Regions from separate parts of the Mus musculus genome. Here region 2 is linked to region 1. Evidence: chromatin contacts called from public HiChIP or PLAC-seq data. All regions are on one chromosome and are shown on one strand. Each heading gives the region's core, a stretch centred on a gene start, on an enhancer-like site or on the middle of the called end of the contact. The rest is flanking DNA. Distances are from core to core; before and after follow the strand shown.

Region 1 (5,634 bases), core at 1,923-4,422:
ACAGCAGTGGTCTGTAACTACAGCAGTGGCCTGTAACTGTTACAGCAGTGGCCTGTAACTGTTACAGCAGTGGCCTGTAACTGTTACAGCAGTGGTCTGTAACTACAGCAGTGGCCTTTAACTGTTACAGCAGTGGCCTGTAACTGCTCCATCTCCACTGGTCCCTTTCTCCTAGTCATGACCTACGTTTTCAAAACCACACCAACCAAAAATAAACTTGCATTTCAAGATGAAGAATTTTCCTCCACCTTTTCTTGGAGATGGAATTTCACTATGTAGCTCACACCTTCCACCAGTGATCCTCTTGCCTGTCTCCCAAGTGCTGGGACTGCAGACAGGCACCACCATGCCCAGCTCTCCTTTTTGTATTGACCAAAGAAATACATAACTACTAGAGACTATGATCCAAAAGCAAAGAAAGTATTAGCATGTTGAACAGTTAAAGTTATAGCCAAATATAAACTCATATAGCTCTATATTGTATGAAGGTGTAATTCTCTTAATTTCCAAAAATGCTTAGAATTTTTTCTTTCTTTTGTTTTTGTTTTGTTTTTTTTCTGACTCAGTTTTGAGAAGCACTGCTTTATAGCACAAAACCCCGTAATTGTCAGTGCAGAATGAAGTACTATGTGCAAGCTTGTCCTTTCGGGTTTCTAGTAAGCCCTCTCTTTGAAACCAAAACAGGTGCAACAAACAGTAACGCTTCGAATGCCGACAAATCAAAATGAGCGGGTAGGGGACAGGGGTCTCTCGTACAAGCACAAGTAAGAAAGCTCACCACTGAAGACAAAGGACACTTCCCCTGACTAGTCCGTTCTACAACCAACAAGAGATTTAAAGTCTCACAGGCAAAAGATTCAGCGCCTTCTATATAACTTGACCAAATCGCATGCTCTAACCTTTTAAAGATTTCCAGAAATCTTGTCTTCTTGCACCTTCAAACCTCAACTGTTACATGAAAAGGAAACCTAAACCCCCCACGATGGACCAGAGAACTGTATTTCCTCTGCCAGCCTTCACATTAGCAGTTCCCCTTGACTACAGGTTATCAGTGGGATTAACTGGTTCAATTTTCCAGCTGCTTGGATGTTTTAAGGGTTTTGTTTTGTTTCAAGACAGTGTTTCTTTGTGTTCCCCTGGCTATCCTGGAACTAGCCCTGTAGACCAGGCTAGCCTCCAACTCAGAGATCCTCTTGCCTCTGCCTTGGGAGTGCTGGAATTAAAGGTGTGCGCGGCCACCGCCAGGCTCTGCATAGGGTTTTTAAGTCCACTGGAACCCACTGATCAAGAGGCAGGCCTGTCTTGCAGACAGCCTTAGAGGATATGTTATTATTAACACCACTGTGGAAGTTGGGAAGGTCATGTTTAGTGTTAATGTAAATGGTTGTAAATGTTCAGTCTTATTTCAGAGGAAATACAGAGCCAGAATCAGTGAAATCTGTCATGACAGAAATGTTCAAAATATAGAAAGATAAAGAAGAAAATGAAACATGAATGGTCTACCTTGTGCTATGCAAAAACAAAACAAAACAAAACAAAAAAAAACCAAACCAACAAACCAGAAAAAAAAAAATCAAACTGTTTTCCAGATACAAGAGAGGAAATATATCATTCAAGCTAAGTAGAGGTTTCAAAATAGTTCCAGTTGATGTCAATGTTAATGCTGGAAACAAAACAACAGCTGAGTTAATCTAATTTTATAAATGTACTAACAGACTAATTCTATCTTGTTGAGGAGTAATGCAGGCCCCTGCCCACCTTAAGGAAGCTTAGGACATCACTAATAAGGCACTGGAGGCTGACCTGAGCAGAAAGCATACAACCCAACCGCAGGCCAGTCTCTCAGGACTCCTGGTGGCTCTAGTCACCTTGCCAGATAGCGCTTCTATTAGTTGCTACTTGGGCCAACAAGAGCAAGGACAGATCAAAGAGGCCGCACAGATAACAAATACTAATAAAAACCTATTTTTTGATATGCATACATGGTACATTAGGAATGAACGGTGATTTTTTTTTTCTTTATCAGTTCTGAACTTGGACTATAATAAGAATATATTGAGCAAAAGGTCTATCCATACCTTCTAAGCTCACTGACGCTTCCTCTGAGATAATAATCCCCCAAATCAAACATGAAGCCACTTTCCCCTTATTGCAAGCAGGCTATGGCAAGTTAAGCACGGCTAAGAGTTTTCTTTCAGGAATGACACTGCTTGAGAGAATGTGAACATAAATTTAGCTCATTTCTTTATGAATAAACTATTCATCAGTCCTCTGGCTGGGCTACCTTTCACCCTCCAGTATTTGGGGTAGCCCTGAACCCCAGCTTCCCTCCTACGGGAAGGGCATTTGTTTTCATTGCATCTTAACTAAATATTTAAGAAATAAAATCATAGAAGATGTTCTAGAAACAATCTTTTCCAGTATCTGCTTGTCATTCTTTTTTAAGTGGCCTTTCTGGTTGCTTAGCTTACGAGGAGAAAAAAACTGTATCGTGGCTATTCTAGTTTAACATGAATGACAGTTCTACCTCAAACAAATGAGGAAGTCTTTTATGTTATATAAAATTCTAGTCTTTGTATTTTAAAAACCTTGTATTTTAAAACACTAATAAAAACCTATTTTTTGATATGCATACATGGTATATTAGGAATGAACCGTGATTGTTACATCTTTGAATGCTGAGAATTGATTCAGGGAGAAAAATAAAAATCTGTGATGATAGAATTGTTTTAAGCCTTTTTAGTAATTCCATAGCCATATGAAGACAGAGTCATAACCACAAAGGCAGGACCTACCAAAAGCAACAGGCAGTGCTTGGCAGGCATACCCCCTACCCCCCTCCACTTAAAGAGAGAAACGGAAAATGCAGAGATTAAACACGAGATAAACTATTTAGTCACGATTACCTTTCTCACATCTCTTTTTGGAAGCTGACGAAGAAGGAATCATAGGTAATTTCATCAACTCAGCACGGTTTGATTCACTCAGTAGGTAGTGGGATTTATAGGCATAGGAACTGAACATGGGGTCTGAATGGTCCTGAACTATCAGCCCTATATGAAACAAACAGAAAGAGATGAGCTGCCATGAAACTACCCATGATTCCATGAGGGGAAAACTCAGCACCTCTATGTGACCACGCCTTACAGTTGGCAATGGGAGTGAGGCAGCCCTACTTCCCTGACTTCCCCCAGGGAGTGCAAACCAGTTTAGATCTCTTTATGCTGTCACAGGAAGTGCTTACCACCTTAAATGTTCTAAAAAGCTACTATGACCCGCCTACATATCCATCTGTCCTATTTGGAAGGAAACACAAGATTCACTGTAGCACTGGCCCCAATACCTCCAGGTACATCCACAATGCACAATCCACTGTCTGCCCAGGGCGCTGCTGTTTTAGTGTTAATTACTCCATTGGTTATTAGTCTGTAAGTCACGACAGTGTCACACAGGGACCACTCTGAGAAGGAAGAGTTGTGGTTTGGGAGGATCACCGCTCACTTTTCCTTTGGGTGCAATCTGCATTTGATGCTGCTCTGCACTGAGATGGGGTCAAGAAATGTCTAAACTAGACTGGGCATGGTGATGCACACCTTTAGTCCCAGTTCTTGGGAGGCAGAGGCAGGTGAATCCAAGCAAGTCCAGTACATCCAGGGCTCTGTTACACAGAGAAACCCTGTCTTGAAAAACAAATAGGAAGGAAGGAAGGAAGGAAGGAAGGAAGGAAGGAAGGAAGGAAGGGGAAGAAGGGGAAGAAGGGGAAGGGGAAGAAGGGGAGGAAGGGGAAGGAGGGGAAGAGAAGGAAGGGGAGGGGGGCGGAAGGGGGAGGGGGAAGGGGAGGGGAAGGGGGAGAGGAGGAGGGGGAAGGGGAGGGGAAGGGTGAGAGGAGGAGGGGGAAGGGGAGGGGAAGGGGGAGAGGAGGAGGGGGAAGGGGAGGGGAGAGGAGGAGGGGGGAAGGGGAAGGATGGAAAGAAGGGAAGAAGGAAAGAAGGAAGAAGGAAAGAAGGAAGGATGGAAGGACAGATGGACAGATGATAGGTCTGAACAAAGTGACAGAATGGAATTCAACACTGCCACTCACACAGGAATCTTGTTAAGAAAAGTTATGTAATGTCAAAATATTTTATTCATTTAGTAAAAAGAGGTGGTATTTAAAAAATGAATGAATGAAAAGAGATTTTTAAAATGAGAAAAGTCTGGCGCAGAAATTGTTGAAGTGGCCAACCAATGACTGGTCCAACTTGAGACCCACGCCAAGAGAGGGAGGCCATGATGGACACTGCCTGGAGGACCAGGAGCCAGAGGCTGGGCAGCCTGGAGACCTAGAACAAGAAAAACAAGTCCTAGAATAATTGTCATCAGAGAGGCTTCGTCCAACAACTGATGGGAGCAGATGTAGAGACCCAGAGCCAGACGCTAAGTGCAGCTCAGGGAACCCCATGGAAGATGGGGAAGGCTGAGTGTAGGCGCCAGAGAGGTCAAGGACATCACAAGAAAACTATCCACTGAATCAACTACCAGGGCTCCCAGGGACTCCCAGACACTAAACTGACAATTACGCACGCATGCCTGTATGTATGTATGTATGTATGTATGTATGTATGTATGTTACAGTTGTATAGCTTGGTCTTCTTGTAGGACTCCTAACAGTGACCCTTTGCCTACTTTTGGGACCCTTGTCCTCCTACTGTGTCGCTTCGTGCAGCCTTAATATGAGGGGAGGTACCTAGTCTTACTGCAACTTGATATGTCATGTGTGGTTGATATCCCTGAGAGGCCTGCAACTTTCTGAAGGGAAAAGGAGGAATGGATCTGGAGGAGAGAGAGAGGGAGGAGGGCCTGGAAGGTGAAGAGGGAGGGAGGGAAAACTGTGAATGAGATGTAATTTATGAGAGAATAAAATAAAAGGCTTTGAGTGGCTTATTAGCTATTTAAACTATCCGTAAAGTTATCTATCTGTAAATAAAATATATTTTAAAACTCTACTATACATTTGTTATAAATTCTACCACATGATTATAAAAAGCAAAAATGAAGAAGGTCAAGTAGAATCTCCCCACTCGCCAGTCTGTGTCATTAGGAAAATAACTCAGCCTGGGTTTTAGTGTTCTTGCTCACACAGACCAGGAAAGACGACTCCTACAGCAACGGTGGCGATTATTTCAAATTGTCTATTAGAGTGTGCTATATGCATATGCAAAAGAAACTTCTATTACCACTATTAAAATAAAAAGATAACCTAACCTATCATTTCCATTACAAAGTAAGACTTAGGACGTTAAGTTCTTTCTTTTATATAGTACTCAAGAAGCATGAAAGTTTAAGGAATATAAATTGCGCTGAAAGACATCTCACTATTTTCTGTGGTGTTTCAGGTTGGCTGGGGATGCAGGTAAAACCTCTGAAGATGTTTCTAGGCCTTCCAGTGCTTAGAACCAGCTTTATGACTTCATTTCTTAGTTAATGAACCACGTGTGTTATAAAGGCATGCAAACAGTGGCCAGGAGATAACGATAATAGGGGCAGGCTCTCTCCTTCCACTGAGTGCAGCCCTGCATCCCTGGCATCCAATGTCAGACTGCCAAGCTCGGCACCAAGCCTTTACCCATGGAGCCATCTCAATGGCCCAGGATT
Region 2 (5,634 bases), core at 2,063-4,562, 420 kb after region 1:
CCTGTTTAGACATCTTTCAAATTAGGCTACAACAGTGTAGCTGCACAGAACGGATAACCCCACCTTGCCTGCTTTAACATGTTACACTATGTCAGTTGCAGCCTAGATAGATGACAAACATTCCCAGTAATGGGGTTACTTCCCGCCCAGGCCAATGAGGGGGGCCAATGGGAAGAATTAGTTTATCTGGGACAGGAGAGTTTGCCTGGGGCATTCTCTTATCTTAGCATAGTGTGCCTGTTCCCACTATGTAAGTGTTCTCATTGTCTAATCCTCGTGTTTGGTTTCTAGACCCCCGGGATGGCTTATGAGAAATGAAGAAGCAACTCAAAGGCTGGATTAAAGATGCCTGTGTCCATTCAACGGCTCCTTCCTACAAGCTGGGTTCTTATGGGAACCCAGAGTACAGACAGCAACAGTGCTTCTAGAAGGTGAGTCTTCGCTTAGCTAGAAGCCTTAGGCCAGGTGTCTAGTCAACATCTGACTCTTTGCTCTGACTGCTAGAGCGCCACCTGTTGGAAAGCCTTGCTCCTGCAGCATCTCTAGCGGAGGGGGTCAGGCCAGAGCTGAGCTGATACATTGTAGCTTCCTAAAGAGCTGAGCTGATACCTTGTAGCTTCCCACCCGCAGACACCAGAGTCCTCTCCCACCTGTCCAGGAAAAAGCTGCCACTGTGTCCGGTTGAGAGCTTTCCCTGGGAACATCACCCAGCCGTTTCTATGCATAGGCTTGTTATGGCAGTCTAACCAGGAACAGAATCAAGTGGACCAGAGGAATCGACCTGGGAGAGGAAGCCACTTCGAATCATAATGGTCTATGTGTTGCATTCCCAGGTGTGCTTAGAACCTGTCCTAAAAATGTCTTTTTGTCCTTCCGACTTGAGAACTATTGCACTATCCTCCTGCATCCTTTGTTGTTGAAAGCTCCTGCCCAATCTGAGTTTCCTTGTGAAGAGAGACTCCACTAGACCTCTTTCTTGGGCGCACGCTGTTTCTCTATCTTCTCCCTAAGAATTCAAAAATCATTGTACCATTCCACCTGTTTCTTTATTTCCTCCCTCCCTCCTTACATTTTTGTAACTGAGGATGGAACCCAGGACCACAGCATGCTAAACCATGCTCTATCATGGTGTTGCACCCCCCCAGTCTCCTGCCTCCTTAGTTGTCTATGATGCTGACTTAGGTAAGACTCCATCCTAGGCAGGATGGACCGGGAGAAACCACACTGAGTCAACACTGGCTGATGACTGAGGATATAAAGTTTCTCAGAAGCTGGTGTGGCGACGTAGTAGGAGTCTCAGTACCCATACTACAAATCAGCCCTGAAAACAGCAGAAGCAGCCAAGTGCCAGGGCTGGAATGCTAGGCAACTGAGCTCTCTGCTCCCAGTGAGGCCTCTCAGGCCACTCTAGGACAATGCAAAAGATTGTCATGCGTTCTTTGCAACTTGGCTGAGATGGTTTTCACGCAGGCCTGTGGGCCATATTGTTCTTCCTCTCTTGGCAGATCTTTGGCACCCACTCTCCTCTCTGGCTGCCGGCAGGCCTCCCTGTAGCTGTGCTTTGGCCTGATTAATGGAGTCCAGCTTTCCCCCCAAGGTGCCTGGGCAGTGGGGGTTAAGTCATGCTAGAAGCCCTAATTGCCTGGTCACTTTTATTTTGGGAGGGGTGTGTGTGTGTGTAGACTTCCTGTTTACGGCGCTTTCCTACACAAAGCAAGGCAGACACATGATGTTTTAAGAGTTTCTTCATTCAAGGAGAGCCAAGAAACAAAACCGGAGTCTGCTAAGAAAACAATAGAGGCCGTGGCTACAGAGCATTCTGGCTCTGGGAAACGACTGGGTCCCCTTTGCGGGGGTGGCTGCCACCACTCTGCTGTACGTGATGACTGCCAGTTATTAAGCCTGTCTGGCTGAGGGGGAAGCCAATGAAGAAAACAACAATAAAAGGGAGATAAATGGCTCCTGAGAAATAGGAACTATGCAGGCTGGGGGGGGTGGAGTGGGGGGTGGAGCCCCTGCACTGGTTTAGAGTTTATAGCCAGGAGGATAAACACCACATAATTCTCAAACGATCACCATTTGGAGATGATAAAACAAATAAGAGAAAAAAAAATTCCCTGGAAGAAAAGTTTACAGGACAGAAATCGTGATATCCTGTGTAGAACATTCACGAATTCTGTCTTGGGTCTGGGGTATGCTCAGAAATAGCCTTCCAGCTTGGTTTCCGAGTTTTTGAGGGCCACAAGAGTCTCCCTTACATCACTGGACGACGGATCTCCACCCATCCTAGCGTTGAAGGAGAGGCGGGGTGAGCCCTGGCACGTCCTTGTCGGGGTGCAGGGCGAGGCTGCTGTGCTCCTCCGAAAAGGATCCCCTCCTCATCTAAGTCCAAAACGCCGACCGCGCAGAGGCTGAAAAGGTCTCAACTTCCTGAAAGATGCTAAAGCAAAGAGTCCTCAACTGTCCAGAAACACGGAACTTATGGGATCTACGGAACTGGTATCCCAATCTTGATGTGGCTGGAATGTCCCCGGTGCTTTTGAAACCCTGTGCTTGGGCCAGAGGTCACTCCCGTCCTCTGAATCCATTTGCCAACAGCTTAGACGCAGGCAGCCGGCGCCCTCTTGAGGAAGAAATGCGTGCCTGTCCAGCGGGCTGGAATGCTAAGGCGGTCGCTAGGTCCTGTGGGCCTCCTCTGCACCCCAGCACGCCTAAGGGGAAAACCCAGGCTTTTCTTGGAAGAGTCTGTTTTCAGTTCCAGCTGGTCTACTGGCTCCCAGTGACTAATGAGGCACCTCTGCATCAGTGGTCCTCGGGACCTCTCGAGGGAGTAGGCAGTGAGCAAGCACAAAGGCCTGGGTCATTTGCAGCCCTGAAATGTTATGGTCACGAGTGTCTGATCATTGCCAAAAGGCTCCTAACACCCTGTGAATATGGCAGAAAGTGTGGCGGGTAAAGAAAGGTAGGAGCGAGCGGTGCATAATACACACTGGCACGTCTACAGTAGCTCCTGCCTGTGGTCCTGACACCTCGTGCTGGGAGCCAGAAGGGTCTCTAGTTTGAGATCCTGCTTCAAAACAAACCCTAATGAGATACAGGGTGGGCTGACTGTTTTAAACCACACAGAAAGCCACAGGATACAGACAATTGGGGGTGGGGAGGTGGGCATCATTCTCAGGTGTTCTGAGTAGGCTCGGAAGGTCTGGCAGCAAAGAAGTCCTTGGCGAGAGGAGAGGCTGACCTTACTGAGTTACCTTTGGCCAAGGCCATAGAGGCCACACCCTGGGCCGTGGGATTCGGAGGCTCACAGGCATCGGTGTTTACTCATCTTGTTCAGACTCCAGGCAGATGCTTCTCTACCACCTCATCCGCATGCGTCACTGTTGTGGGTTGTGGTCTGCCAAAGTTGAGACAAACACAGGGTCACATGGCTGACGCGCTTGGGTAAGAGGACAAACAGATTAATGCACCCAGGGCTCCTTCTCAGATAACATCTATGCAGTGGGCTGAACAAAGGGTGATGTCCTGGAGTTCTGGCCATCCTCCCTGTTCACGCTCCGCAGATGCCCAGGGGTTAAAGGAGTATCTGCAGCCACGTACACAGAATGAGGAACGTTTTGAAACAATTTGTAACCGGTCGAATACTTGAAACACGTCAATCCTTTATCTTCTCGGCCATCTGGAACTGGGTAATGGTGGTCTATGCAGACGTTTGGTCCAGGCACTGGGGAGGCAGAGGCAAGATGTCTGAGCTTGAGGCTAGCCTGGTCTACAAAGTAGGTTCCAGTACTACACAGAGAAACTCTGTCTCGAAAAACTAAAACCAAAACTAAAGCCAAACCAAAACCAACCAAACAACCAAACAGCCCCCCAAGAGCCAGATGGTTACAGAACACTAAAGCTGAGGACATTAAGGGATGTAGCTTAAATTAGTATATATGTAGCATAAATGAGGCCCAGGTTCAATTCTTAGGAAAAACAAACAAGCAAACAACAAAAACACAAAAGAACTGTTTTATAGGGCTGGAGAGATGGCTCAGAGGTTAAGAGCACTCACTGACTGCTGCTCTTCCAAAGTCCAGAGTTCAATTCCCAGCAACCACATGGTGGCTCACAACCATCTGTAATGTAATCCAATGCACTCGTCTGGTGTGTCTGAAGACAGCTACAGTATACTCATATAAATAAAATAAATAAATCCCCTTTTTTAAAAAAGGAACTGTTTTATATAATTTAGTTGAATCCTCAAGTTTTAAAATATAATTTAGTTGAATTTTCAAATTGTTTTTTCAAATAATCATTATAAAAATTCACACCACACATTGAATATGAATTTATGTAATTATAAATAATTTTGAAAGGGATTCGGATTGGTTTGTAGAGTGCTGAGAGGGCCTGGCTTTGCTGATGCACCACTTGAATCTGGAGGCAGCCCATGAAGAGTCTAAATGTTGGTCTGGAGAGGACTGGCTGCTCCTGCAGAGGACCTGGGTCCAGCACCCAGCACCCAGCACCCAGCACCCAGCACCCATATGGTGGCCAACTCTCTATAACTCCAGATCTAAAAGCTTTGATGTCCTCTTCTAGCCCCTGTGGTCATCAGGTGCACATGTTGTACACAGGATTACATGTAGACAAAACACATATATCTATAAAATTAAAATAAATAAAGATTTTTTAATCACAAAAAATAAATAATATTGAACACTTGAATAAAGTAACTTCTTTTGAAAACATACATAAAAACCATTTTAACTTCTAATTTACAGTTGTTATATTTTAAGTAATAATATGCTTAAGTTCTGTACACGTTGAGACAATAGCATTTAAAACCCTTCCTTATAGCTCACCTTAATAGAACGTAAATTACTTGATGGTGACCATAGTCGTGATTTTTCTTAATTGAAAGTATCTCTGTACAATAAATGTATACTTTGTTATAAATAATGCATGTCTCTGTTTAAGTTCCTATTCAAGTTTCACTAACAAAAACCCAGAACACTCAGACATGCACAGTAATAATTGGATTCAGTTGTTCTATTTTGCTCACATGTGTTGAGCACAGGCTTTTCAGTTTTGTCATTAGGAAGAATTTGTCATGGTTAGGAACAGAGGACATATTTTATGTAACAGTTTTTTAGTGTCTTTTTGTTGTTTGCTTGAGTTCCTGGAGACGTGCGTGGTATATATGACCAATCTGTACCATTGGTTAAGGTCCCCAAAGACCTGAGAGGAAAAACAAGGATTTCCTTCTTGAAGACAAAGAAGCATCAAGGAACTGGGCGTATTGTGGCAGGCAAGGCTAGAGGGCGTAGGCAAGTCTAGCTGCCATGGGATGTTTGAAGGATCCCACACTAACACTGGGAAGCCATTGGGGTTTAAACTACAGAAGGTGGGTTGTTCTGCTTGCTGTATGACTGAAAGCAGGAACAGAAATTGGGCCCACTGGAGGCCTCTTGCTTTGGCTCTGATGAAATACCAGGTATGATCTGTTTTCTTTGAGGGGTGATGATGAGACTTCGTCTGAGGGAGGAGTTGACAGGGCTCTCGGGTAGATTGAGTGTCTGTGACAGGGAAAGGAAAGCCTGCTTTCTATGCTGTTGGTTCGTGTGGCTGAGTTTGCAGCCATCTCCA

What was found. HiChIP or PLAC-seq counts read pairs in DNA pulled down with a chosen protein or histone mark.
Region 2: an H3K27ac HiChIP or PLAC-seq map of double positive thymocytes shows a contact between it and region 1, with 6 times the contacts expected there. The contact joins two enhancer-like sites. A contact is called at or near these places in 3 of 15 datasets of contacts at CTCF or cohesin (the NIH/3T3 cell line, embryonic stem cells and large pre-B cells), 17 of 484 Hi-C or Micro-C datasets (the 3T3-L1 cell line, 3T3-L1-derived adipocytes, the C2C12 cell line and 9 more), 20 of 115 datasets of contacts at active chromatin or transcription factors (CD8 T cells, the NIH/3T3 cell line, T-cell acute lymphoblastic leukemia and 14 more) and 2 of 9 other capture datasets (adipose tissue and embryonic stem cells).

What each region holds. Positions count from the first base shown.
Region 1 is chr8:25,688,434-25,694,067 of GRCm38.p6, reverse strand. It overlaps Nsd3 (nuclear receptor binding SET domain protein 3), which reads right to left. Exons shown (of 23, transcript NM_001081269.2): 14 at 2,907-3,053. Among named protein-coding and RNA genes, the nearest start is that of Plpp5, 29 kb to the left of the region's middle. Within about 2 kb of position 3,172, at least 13 of the 459 cell types and tissues checked have an H3K27ac peak or open chromatin away from gene starts, as enhancers often do. A contact at or near this core is called in T-cell acute lymphoblastic leukemia and double positive thymocytes, where this site is marked.
Region 2 is chr8:25,272,204-25,277,837 of GRCm38.p6, reverse strand. Gm39145 (a long non-coding RNA gene) reads right to left here. Exons shown (of 3, transcript XR_001778746.1): 2 at 3,255-3,397. Among named protein-coding and RNA genes, the nearest start is that of Gm39145, 4.0 kb to the right of the region's middle. Within about 2 kb of position 3,312, at least 233 of the 459 cell types and tissues checked have an H3K27ac peak or open chromatin away from gene starts, as enhancers often do. A contact at or near this core is called in T-cell acute lymphoblastic leukemia and double positive thymocytes, where this site is marked.